Regions from separate parts of the Mus musculus genome. Here region 2 is linked to region 1. Evidence: chromatin contacts called from public Hi-C data. All regions are on one chromosome and are shown on one strand. Each heading gives the region's core, a stretch centred on a gene start, on an enhancer-like site or on the middle of the called end of the contact. The rest is flanking DNA. Distances are from core to core; before and after follow the strand shown.

Region 1 (5,430 bases), core at 1,876-4,375:
CTACCTTCATTTGCATATTTCCTTCTTCATTCACTAGCGGACAGAGCCTCTTCCTGGAAATTGTTTCCTGAAGATAACCTTGAGGACAGGGCTGAGATTTAGTTTCAGTTTCCTGGGCTTGTGTGATTCGCTTACTTCCTGAGTCTCGTGAACTTCCCTCTTCTCCCAATGATGTTATGCTTCAGTTTAGAGGAAATTGCTATGCAACAAGCTATATCAAAAATGGAAAATCTTTATTTTCACAAGGCTTTCTTTATCTTGTCATTTTAAAAGAACTAAAAACAGGTTGTCAATTTTATATGTGTATTTAGATTTCCAACTTTTATGTTATCACATCAACAAGAAATAATCAAAGCCAATTATTTTTCAAATTTCCTGATGTTCCTCTGTATTTATGAAATTACTGTGAAATGCTAATTTATTTAGTATTTAGACTATATTTTAAAGTAATGAGTGTAAGGTCACCACAAAAAGATGTTCATTATCTGAGCTTATTTAATTGCTGATGTTTTGTTATTTTGTTAATTTTTAAGTAAAATAACTGGGAGATAAAAAAAATCAGAAGTCTTACACAGAATATTTTACTATTTCTTCTGGTCCAGAGTTGTTTCATTAGACTGAGTCCTAAGTTAGGTACCATGGCCTATGATATACCCAGAATGGTACAATGCTTTTGGTGAAAGAAACCTAAAACTAGCCAGAGGAGAAGGTCTGAGCCAAGTCGAAGTTCTTCATACATATCAGGTTGCCAGATACCAGTGAGGAATGGTGACCAACAGTGAGTTCTTCCCTGTGCCATCTGTTCCCAGCCTAGCCAGTTGGTCTTTGCTCATTCATAGTCTGATGATTTGAACAGTAACAACAAAACGCACATCTTCATGTACACGTATTTTGTATTTAACGAAGATGAGCTACAGTGGTAGGCATTTTTCACAAGTATTCCATTAGAGCTTGATTTAAAAGGGACAACAGTTAAAGCAGCCCTCTTCTTTTTGTGGGGTATAGTGTCGTTATGTGGTTACAGAACGGGGATGGGAGACTTCAAAAGGAATGTGTGTTGGTATGTATACTGTGATTGTACCCCAGGAAAGTCATCTCTGACAAAACCACAATGAAAGTGTGGACTGCTGCTCTTTGCCTCATGACCACCAGCAAAGACTCCATGTCCTCCTAACACAGCTTTCTGTCTTCCTATAGGCGCTACCCTGATTGTCGCTGCCTCAACTTTGGTTCCTGGTTTTTGTTTTCCTTCCCGGTTGCTCTAATTCTTCTACTTTTGTCTTGGATTTGGCTCCAGTGGCTCTACCTAGGATTCGAGTAAGTAGACATTTTATTTTAATGTGATCAAGGCATCTATCTGCACGGTGCTTTCACCTCTATATCTAGATAGAGAGAATACCTGAATTCTCCTCTATGCTACACGCGCTGTGTTTCCACATTTTTTTTTTTGCATTCAGAAAATTAGCATGCCTGAACACATTTTTAGGATAGACTGGAATAATGTAAATAACATTGGCATTGGTGGAATCTATAAAGTACAGGTCTAAATAGATGCCCTTTAAGTCTTAAACCAGTGATATAGTAACTGCTCAGAAAGGCATAAGAAACTGGTGATGTCATGGTCCCAATCCAACTATCACGGTAGAGTTGTGAGAATCCATGTTGCTGTGCCTCTTAGGATGAATGTTCTTGGATTATCAAGTTACTTTCAATTGTTAACATGCAGGGTTTCCCTGTTTCATGTGAACTTCAAACTTAATAACATCTTCAAACTATAAAGTAAAATAGAGATCTGAAAAGTTTCTCTGTTGAAAGACGTTGAACTAATAATTGGGAGAAGAGAGATGGCTTTACTGTTGTTCTATTGCTGTGAAGAGACAGCATGACCAAGGCCAACTATTATTGAAACAAGCATTTAATTGAGGGCTTGCTTACAGTTTCAAAGTTTAGTCCTTTATCAACATGGTAGAGAGCATGACAGCACGCATGGTGATGGAGAAGTAGCTGAGTGGTACATTCTGATCTGGAGAGAGAGAGACAGAGACAGACAGAGACAGACAGACAGAGATACATAGAGAGATTGGGTCTGGCATGGGCTTTTGATATCTTGAAGTCCACCCCTAATGACACATTTTCTCTAAAAAGGCTAAACTACTAATCCTTCTAATCCTTTCAAAGAGTTCCACTCACTGGCAACTAAGTATTCAAAGATATAAATCTATGGGAGCCATTATTATTCAAGCACCAGGAGAAGTAACCCCAGGGCAGATGAGTAATCTCTTCAAGTCCTGCCCATGATTAGTCTTAGTATCTTCTACTGTAAACAAGAGGATTTATTCATCAGTTTGGTAAGATCACTTCTAGCATTATGATGTCAACACCCAAGAGTCCAAACTGAACTGCAGCAGCCAAAGTAAGGATATACTGGAAAGTAAAGAACCACTGATGGCACTAAAATGTCAAATTCTGTATACTAAGTGAATCCCCTGCTTTTCTAAGATTGAAGCTGGTAGTTTGATAAGCATTCAGTGGTTGTATAACTGAGAATACAGCCACCATAGAGCCCACCAAGGGCTAATCAAGAAAATCTAAAATGCAGCCTGTACTTTCAACTTATTTAATTCTCCATTAGGAATTTTACATCACATATAATTAGGATATATACATATATATCACAAATGAAAATTATTTTCTGACTAATAAAATATTTAAAATTCACTTCTATAGTTTAATTTTAATAATTCCAAGAACCTATGAATCAAGCAGCACACTGTTCTCTAAGACAGTGAAGGTGAACTCTCAGCTACTCGGACTTCTTTTGAAAAAAATGACACAGTACAGTAGGGGGTGGTGTTTTATCTGTGACCATAGTTTCCAGGTCTAGCAAGGTAATGACTGACATTTCCCCCCTCTCTATTTTTTCATCTTATCTTTTTCCTCTCTAACTGCCCAATTGTGCTAGTAGTTGGAAGATAGTACTGATGGTTTTAAAAAACATTCTATCCAGATTGTGGGAGCAGCATGTGGCAGTCTTCCCGCTGAAGCAAATGTGTGGAATGTCACTGACTTCAGCAGGTGGCCTTCAGTGTGACAGGCCAGCTGCATACAAAGTGCCCCTCCCAGGGAATCCAACCTTTCCGGGACTGGTTCAGTTGTACAGGTAGCAAGGCTGGGAGCACAAAGGAGAAGAATCCTGAACCAGTGGACACAGGCACACTGTCTAGTGACTAAACCCCTGCTGTTTTCGTTCTTTGTTGATGCTTTTAATGACTTTAAACAAATACATATGCAACCCCCACTATTATTTTAATATGGGGCAGGCATATTACAATAAGGTCAGTGTTGTCTTTCAACAGTCCTCTTGTTGTCCATTCCTGGTTAGACATGGCAGTTTCATGTTCCAACCAATTTTTCAGAGTTCTTTTCAGTTTGCCAAGGTGTGTCCCTCTAAAGGCTTTAGACTGACAAACAGAAATTAGCTGCCACTCCCCTGGCAGGCTACCATACATTCTGATTAGTGTTCTGGCTGTTAGCACAGCTAACTCGCTCATTATAAACAGCCCCAACATACCAGGAGCTCATCCATCAGACCTCTGCGTTTATTACAATGGAAAGGAGGTTGACACACAGTCTTATATGCTCCATCGGTTCCTTTGTTGAAGATTATCCTTCATTTGCAGGCAAGCAAATTCAGCTTGATCCGGTTACTGTCTGCAGCCAGAGAGAGAAAGCGCACTTGCAGCTGCTTAGAGGGTAGAAAAGGAAAAGTTTTTATCTTTGTCTATTGTTTTCTCTTTTCACAGATAGTTTTCTCACGGTAGTCCTCAGACTTGTTTCTTGGATTATGTATTTATGTTGGGATTAGGGATAAAAATTTGAGATTGCCAATATCCAGAAACTTAATAAAAACAAAGATTTAATTAGTCCTAGTCATAAGGGAAACAATATCTAACTAGTTACAGAGGTGATCATGTTTGCATGAGGATGATCAGGAATGTCTAAAATGAAAGGCTTAGGAATTACAGAAACTCTGTTTACCTAGTCATGGTGCCACATACCTTACTCCCTTAGCCCTTGGGAAGCACAGACAAGCAGATCTTGGTGAGTTTGAAGTCAGCCTGGTCTATATAGCAACTATATAAAGAGACCCTGTTCCAGACCAACCAAACAACAAAAAGAATCAAGGAAATTTAGCTCCTTTAAAAGGAAGTATGGAACAATGCTTTGCAGCAAAATTACATGAAGATACGATGACCGAGCACAAACTATCTATGTTGGTTAGTGCTAACTCCTTTTCCCATTCTCTCTCTCTCTCTCTCTCTCTCTCTCTCTCTCTCTCTCTCCAAAACAATAAGCTTACAGGAGACTAGGAGACTGTTCCCACCATGACTGCTCACTCAGGAGGACCCAGCTAACCTACTCACAATCATTCCAAGAGGCAAACCTTAAGCATCAATTTTCCCACTTGATTCTTCCTCCAGAGGGATTTAAAAAAAAATCTGCATCTACAGTAATGTCCCACAAAAATTTTTCAAAATTTGGAAGACCTTAGACCAGGAAAATAAAACAATAACAGTGAAAAGGGGCTGTAGAACCAAGCAGCTAAAGGCAGAAGAGGAGTGATATTTACTACTGAGTAAACAGGACTTGTCTAAGGACTCTGCTTTTAGGGCGGGTGAATCTCTCAGGAAAACAACGGACTCCAGTTTTTTTTTCCCCTTTGAGTAGCTTAGTTTGGAGTCTAACTTCAATAATTTTATGGCCTGGTGTCACCTCTTTAACATATTTGTGAGAGTTGACAGATCTGACAAAAATAAGTGTCTCAGATTTGCCAGAGGTGTTATGGAGTGGGTGAGTATAGTGCTTATGTTAAGACACTGAGCCCAAAAGATTATCTGTTTACTGTCCTGTCCCTGCCCTCCATTTCTGCCTAATGGGATGAAACTTCCTTATGCACAGAAATAAGAGACCAAGATGAACAAGAAATATACTTTTAAGGCAATATAGATATCAAGTATTCCTACATATTTATAGTTACCATTGCATAGAGAGTGATCAGGATGAGTGGGGGGTGGAAATGTATGAGGGGTGCGAATGATCTTTAAAAGGAAGAGATAAGGAGAAGACATCATGGATGGTAAAGCGAAACTTGGACATCTAGAAAGGAGCAAGCCAGACAAAGCCAGAGAGGAAAGAAGAGTCAGCGAAGGAGAAAGAAGCACAGACAGGCGCAGGGCATGGATTCCAGGGGTCAGTAGAGGGAAGTTTAACAAAGCATTCACAGACAAACCTTCTATAAGGGAGGGAGGTGGTGGTAAACTAGCTTCCTTAACTCTTATTGTCTCTTTCAGCTTTAAGATGTTCAAGTGTGGCAAAACCAAAACACTCAAAGAAAAAGCTTGTGCAAAGGTGATCAAACAAGAATATGAA
Region 2 (5,430 bases), core at 1,177-3,676, 240 kb before region 1:
GGGAAATATTTTAGATAATTTAAAATATTTTTGAAATTCCTTTTGCTATTTAGAAAACATTTCTTGCCACCCTCTGCAAGTGATAAACATTCTAAGTAAATTTATTTGATTTTATTTCCCCAAACCTAATGTCTTACAAAGTAGAGCAGACTTTGATGAAACTGTAAGATAAGCCAGATCCCTGATTTTCAGCTGTGAAGACTCAAATTCCTTGTCTCAGTTCTGTGGCTGTGATAAATTACCTAGGCAAAAGCAGATGAAGGGAGAATCTGTTTTGGTGCACACATTTAGGGATAGTCCACTATGATGGGGAAGCCCTGGTAGCAAGAGCTTGAAGCAACTGGTCACTTTGAATCTACAGTCTGGAAGCAGGAAACATTGCTGCTGCTCACCTTAACTTTCATTTGTTTGTGCAATATTGAGCCCCCATCAAAGGTGTGGTTTTTGTCTTCCCACCTAAATTAATCCAGCAAGATAAACTCTCTTTTGCATGCCCAGAGGCTAATCTAGTGTAAGCAATCCAGACATGTCTGCAGGCTTACACTCCTAACTGGTGATAGAGTCTGCTTTTAAACAGTGGAGACTTTAAGATACATATATCTAAGTATTGTGTGTTGTTGGCACACATGCAGGGCACACTGCTTGTGGAGGTAAAGGATGATAGAAGGGAGAGAGTTGATTCTCTCCTTCTGTTATGTGGGTCCCAGGATTAAACTCATGTTGTCACACTTGGCTGAGTCTTTACCTGCTCAGTCATTTCTCTATCCCTTATAACTAATGTTAGTTTTCATGTTTTTTTTTTAGCTTTTAAAATTAAATTTAATTCTTTTTACTTATTCACTTTACATTACAGTCTTTTTTATAAAATATTTTACAACTCTTTACTATTTTTACAACTTTATTAGCAAGTTTAAAAAGATAAAACGACAGAAATACTTTTACAAGTAAATAAATATTTTAAACATAAGCGATAAAAGGAAAGTGGCTTATATTAAGTGTCTGTGCCGGTAAGTCAATGATGACGTCTTGAAAATAAAACATGTAAGCCATATAGGTTGACCATCGTTCATCTGAAATCTGAAGTACTCTAGAGTCTGAAGTGTGCTCGGTGCTGATGAGACAGAACGGGGACATCTGAAGCATGACCTTATATGATGGGTCACAGTCATAGAGCCTGTGCACAGAGAATGTGGCACGCAGGTTATCTTCAGGCTATACGCACAGGTGTCCGTGAGACACAACTGTAAGGACGATCTCTAAGATCTGAGTAACACTTCTTCATGTTCATTAAATCCCAGTAATTAGTTGGTGAGCAAACTGACTTAATTAGCTACAATTTATAGGCTGGTGTTTTGCCATGTTATGGATCTAAAGGTGAGAAATTTCATGAAGTACCACGAGTCAATCATGTCCCTCAGTGGTACACAATCTTTAAAGTCAATCGGCGCTCTCCAAGAAAGGGCTTGTATTGGACACGTGAAAATGGGAGAAGATTTCGATATGAGTCCTGCATGTTAGATTAAGGAAAATTTAGGGTCTTTCCAATTATCATCAAAGATGAAATAAGAAAATGATGAATTGTCATTCCTTCTAGAGCCTGGAACATATAAAATACTAATTGAGTAGGTTAGAAATTCCAGTCATCTGGAATTAAGGATTGTATTATAATGAAAACTGCTTGGAATTCTCCTTTCTAGAATAATATCTTGTTTACAATAAGATAATTCCCTTGTGTGCTTGCTGTGACCTGGGACAGGTTAGTGCATATAGAGAGATTTTATACAATACAGTCCCAGCTGTTGCGACGGTGTAGCCTTCTGCAGTTTTTCAGAACAGCCTCTAGAGGTCAGGATTGAGGCACTGTGCATAGCTTAGCCTCCCCTCTCACTACCTAGCCAGTTATAATGGGATCAGCGCTGAGACTTAGTTCTCCATATGGTGACATTCATACGCTGTAAGGATTGTTCCCCCCATAAGATTTAATTATAACAATCTAATATGCAATAATAATTCGCTGCTATTAGACATTTAAAATATATATGATTTATATATGTAGTCCGCATTGATTCCTTCTAAAATGAAGAAATCGAGGCTCTAACGCCGTTTAAGCATTTACTTAGACTTTGATATATACAAGCATTTATAAAATAACATTCTGGAAGATTTAAAGTACTTCAGCTATAAAATAATACAAGTATTTCAAGTTTTCTGAAAGCTCCTAAAATTCAGGGTAGCAATCATTCTCTTAATTCAAAAGCATTTGAAAACTCTCCAAATAATATTGAAATCACTTGGAACAAGACAGACTAATTTGCCATTATTACCGCATTTCAGAGAGTTATCAGCTCCATTTCAGAGGATGAAGGCAGCCAAAGACCTTCCCACACTTTCTCCCGAGCATGTCCAGGGACTGTGGTGGCTCTCACCACCGGGGAACCCAGAAGGCTCATCCCCAAAGCTCCACACACATTTCTGGAGCCGAATGACTTCCTGTTTGTGGTTATTTTCTTCTTTATTCCTCTTTTATTTATTTATTTTCAACAATGCTTTCAGATATGGATGAAAGGTGATCAAAATGTCTTTTAACATCGATGTGAGTTTCAAATACAATACTCTCTTTAGTGACACATCTTGAGCTGCTTCCAAACAGTGTTATTAAGAAAGACTCTCCCCTTCTCTTCTACCTCTGCATGTGTGCCCTTTCTCTTTCTCCCTTCTCTACCCCACACCCCCTTTCCCCATGCTCACTTCCCTAACCTTGGTCCTTGGGGCCAGTAAACTCTTTCTGGCCTGAGAGCAGCTTCCCAATACAATAAACCTGCTAATAATAATAATAATATTAATAATAATATCCCCTTATAATTCCGACTATGCCCAGACATTTCCTATTCTTGCGAGTCCCTTCCTCCATTCTTTTTTTTTTTTTTTCTCGATTCTGTTCTTTACAGAAGAACCCATTCCTTAGGAATGAGCTCCACTATCATCCTCTCCACAAAGTTCCCAAAGCAGTCCTTGTTGGATTCTCCCATGGGTCCTTTGTCTATTACGTTGACATTCACTCAGTTCTCCTGTGTTCCTAAAATTTACAATTACAACCACTGAGGAAGAAGAGGATATTCAAAACATTTCCAAACTTAAAGGCCACAGCTACCAATCAATCGGATGAAGCAGCTTCGACAGACAATTCTGTCCTAAAGAGGCAAGAAAGAGTAGCTTGCACCTAGCCAGGGGTTCTTACAAGAAGGTCTCCCATGCTGCTGACAATGCATTGTTAACATATGGAGATGCTAAGGTGGCGCGTAGTTAACCAGTAAGGAAATTACTCCTTAACTCCTACTGACTTCAATACATTTGACACCAATTTGACTCAGACATTAGTTTACCCTAGTACAAACACACATACAAAAAAAGGGTTGTACTTTAAAGTTTTACGGTTACCCATCACAGAACGTGTGCACTGAGTCGTCCCAGCAAACAACTTGCCCTCTGCTTGTTCTCCCATGCTCTACTTTATTTTTGATGAATGGAGTGGGCTAATTAAATCTTATTTGTAGAAGGAAAGGGTAAGAAACGAACCCATTTCCCAAATAAAATTACAATCTTTAGTGCCGTTTAAATGATAACCTATATTTCGTTTATTCTAAAGGTATCAAAAGGCACTTTGGAAGACTGTTATCAACTCCATTTGCACACGCACAGAAGCCATTTTTCACCAAATATTTACCTGGTATGGAGAAGATTCTTTGAGTAAGATATTAAAACGAAGAAATGCTTGTTCAAATTTTGCCACAAGATAGCGATTCTCCAGAAGCCTTTTTTAAACAAACAACAAACAAAACAAAACAAAAACAAATAACTTAAAAATAAATCTCTAAGGGTAAAGAAAGGGTCCTTGTTAGCTTGTTTCTCAGCTCTTTCTTGTGGGAGATTTTATTTTTTTAGTCTTGTCAATTGGGATGGCTTAGTGCATTTCCACATTTTTTCCAGCTGTTGGAATTTGTTGCTCAACAGCGTAGACAGTGTTGTGATGTCTTTCCCTCTACCCCTAACAGCTAGATGCATGACCCGCAAACAGCAGGGAAACTCAATATATTGACTTCTTAGAAAGACTGGGGACAATGCTGACAATTTGACGACAACAGCAGCTAATTTAAGGTCAATTATGCTTACTTAAGTCCATTATTTAAATGTGGTTAAAGTGCTTCGAAGGGATGGAATCATGAGTATGAACGGAAGGAGCGTCATGCCTTTGTAAACATTATTGTAGGAAGGAAGGCGGGCCTATAGAAAGCCCTGGACAGACAGTTGCATAGTTCTAGATTACTCCTAGGAGACAGAGTGATAGAAGCTGCTGGATTAATTTGCATTTGGGCAGAGGAGTCCTTCCCTGAGGACTGCTAACCTGGCTTAGCATGTACTGCAACTATAAATGCTTCAGGGCGGAAGGGTGCTTTTACATCAGACAGCTGTGTCTCCAGACAGCTGTGTCTCCCCGCTGATTAATGCTAGCGAGCTCCCGGAAGTAGCGGAAGTAGCGCGGGCAGCCAACTGACTCAAATGAGGTCGGGGCTCAACAGGAACCAGTGCTCTCAACAGCACTTTTCCATCTCATTTCCATTTGCTAGCTGTAAACACCGCCTCCCCAGCCTAGAGTTCTTTGACCTCCTCCGGCCTGACTCTAGAATTGTGAATCAAAGCTAAGACCTTTAACCTCAAGTTGTTCTCATTTTGTTTTTCCGACCAAGGCAGACCCTGAAGCCTCTGACAAAGCCTTTTCTCCTGAGAAATGTTAAGCAATTGGCTTAGCTAACCATTAAAATATCATGTGGCTTCAAATTCCTTAATTTTTTAAAAGATGACTGGCCATAGGTTTTCGGAGTTATGTGTAAAGGGGTTACAGATTAAGCGCGTTCTGTCTCCCCAGGAGGAATCTGGCTTTGTGCCCCAGATATAATCCCTGTTTGTGCTGTGGAAGCTGACATCTCTTCATTTTACAGAATCCTTGTTATTGCAGACACAGGGGTTGTGGGAGGTGCTCTCTGCCTTACTGGTTGACTGTTGTTCATTTTCCTCTCTAGAATGCTGCCTTTGAGTCAAGTTAAGTGGACCACAAATTTACTCTCTTAAAACATTCATGTAAACATGTGAGCTATTTATCCTTTCTAACATGAATCTAGGACAGTATAAATTAATTCTAAATATGTAGGTGGAAGAGATGGAAGTCAACATGTTTTATTTTGAAAGTTAAAATGCTGAAGTAACTGGGAAATGGCTAGAAGTCAGAGGAGGGAAGGCAAGGGGGAGGGAGAACTAAGGTTGAGAAGGAGGGGAGAGGGGAGAGAGGGAGGGAAAGAGGGAGGGACATAGGATGGAAAGGAGGAGAGAGGGGAGGAGAGAGGGAGGGAAGGAAGGAGAAAGGAAGATAGAGAA

Evidence for each region. A called contact is a pair of places that touch in the nucleus more often than the background predicts.
Region 2: a Hi-C map of cerebellar granule neurons shows a contact between it and region 1, with 5 times the contacts expected there. The contact joins two enhancer-like sites. A contact is called at or near these places in 1 of 15 datasets of contacts at CTCF or cohesin (stem cell-derived epiblast-like cells), 15 of 484 Hi-C or Micro-C datasets (the AML12 cell line, brain, cerebellar granule neurons and 7 more) and 2 of 115 datasets of contacts at active chromatin or transcription factors (bone marrow-derived dendritic cells and kidney).

The regions. Positions count from the first base shown.
Region 1 is chr6:24,104,031-24,109,460 of GRCm38.p6, reverse strand. It overlaps Slc13a1 (solute carrier family 13 (sodium/sulfate symporters), member 1), which reads left to right. Exons shown (of 15, transcript NM_019481.2): 8 at 1,198-1,317; 9 at 5,352-5,430. Among named protein-coding and RNA genes, the nearest start is that of Slc13a1, 61 kb to the left of the region's middle. Within about 2 kb of position 3,125, at least 19 of the 459 cell types and tissues checked have an H3K27ac peak or open chromatin away from gene starts, as enhancers often do. A contact at or near this core is called in cerebellar granule neurons, where this site is marked.
Region 2 is chr6:24,347,502-24,352,931 of GRCm38.p6, reverse strand. No RefSeq gene overlaps it. Among named protein-coding and RNA genes, the nearest start is that of Iqub, 160 kb to the left of the region's middle. Within about 2 kb of position 2,426, at least 2 of the 459 cell types and tissues checked have an H3K27ac peak or open chromatin away from gene starts, as enhancers often do. A contact at or near this core is called in cerebellar granule neurons, where this site is marked.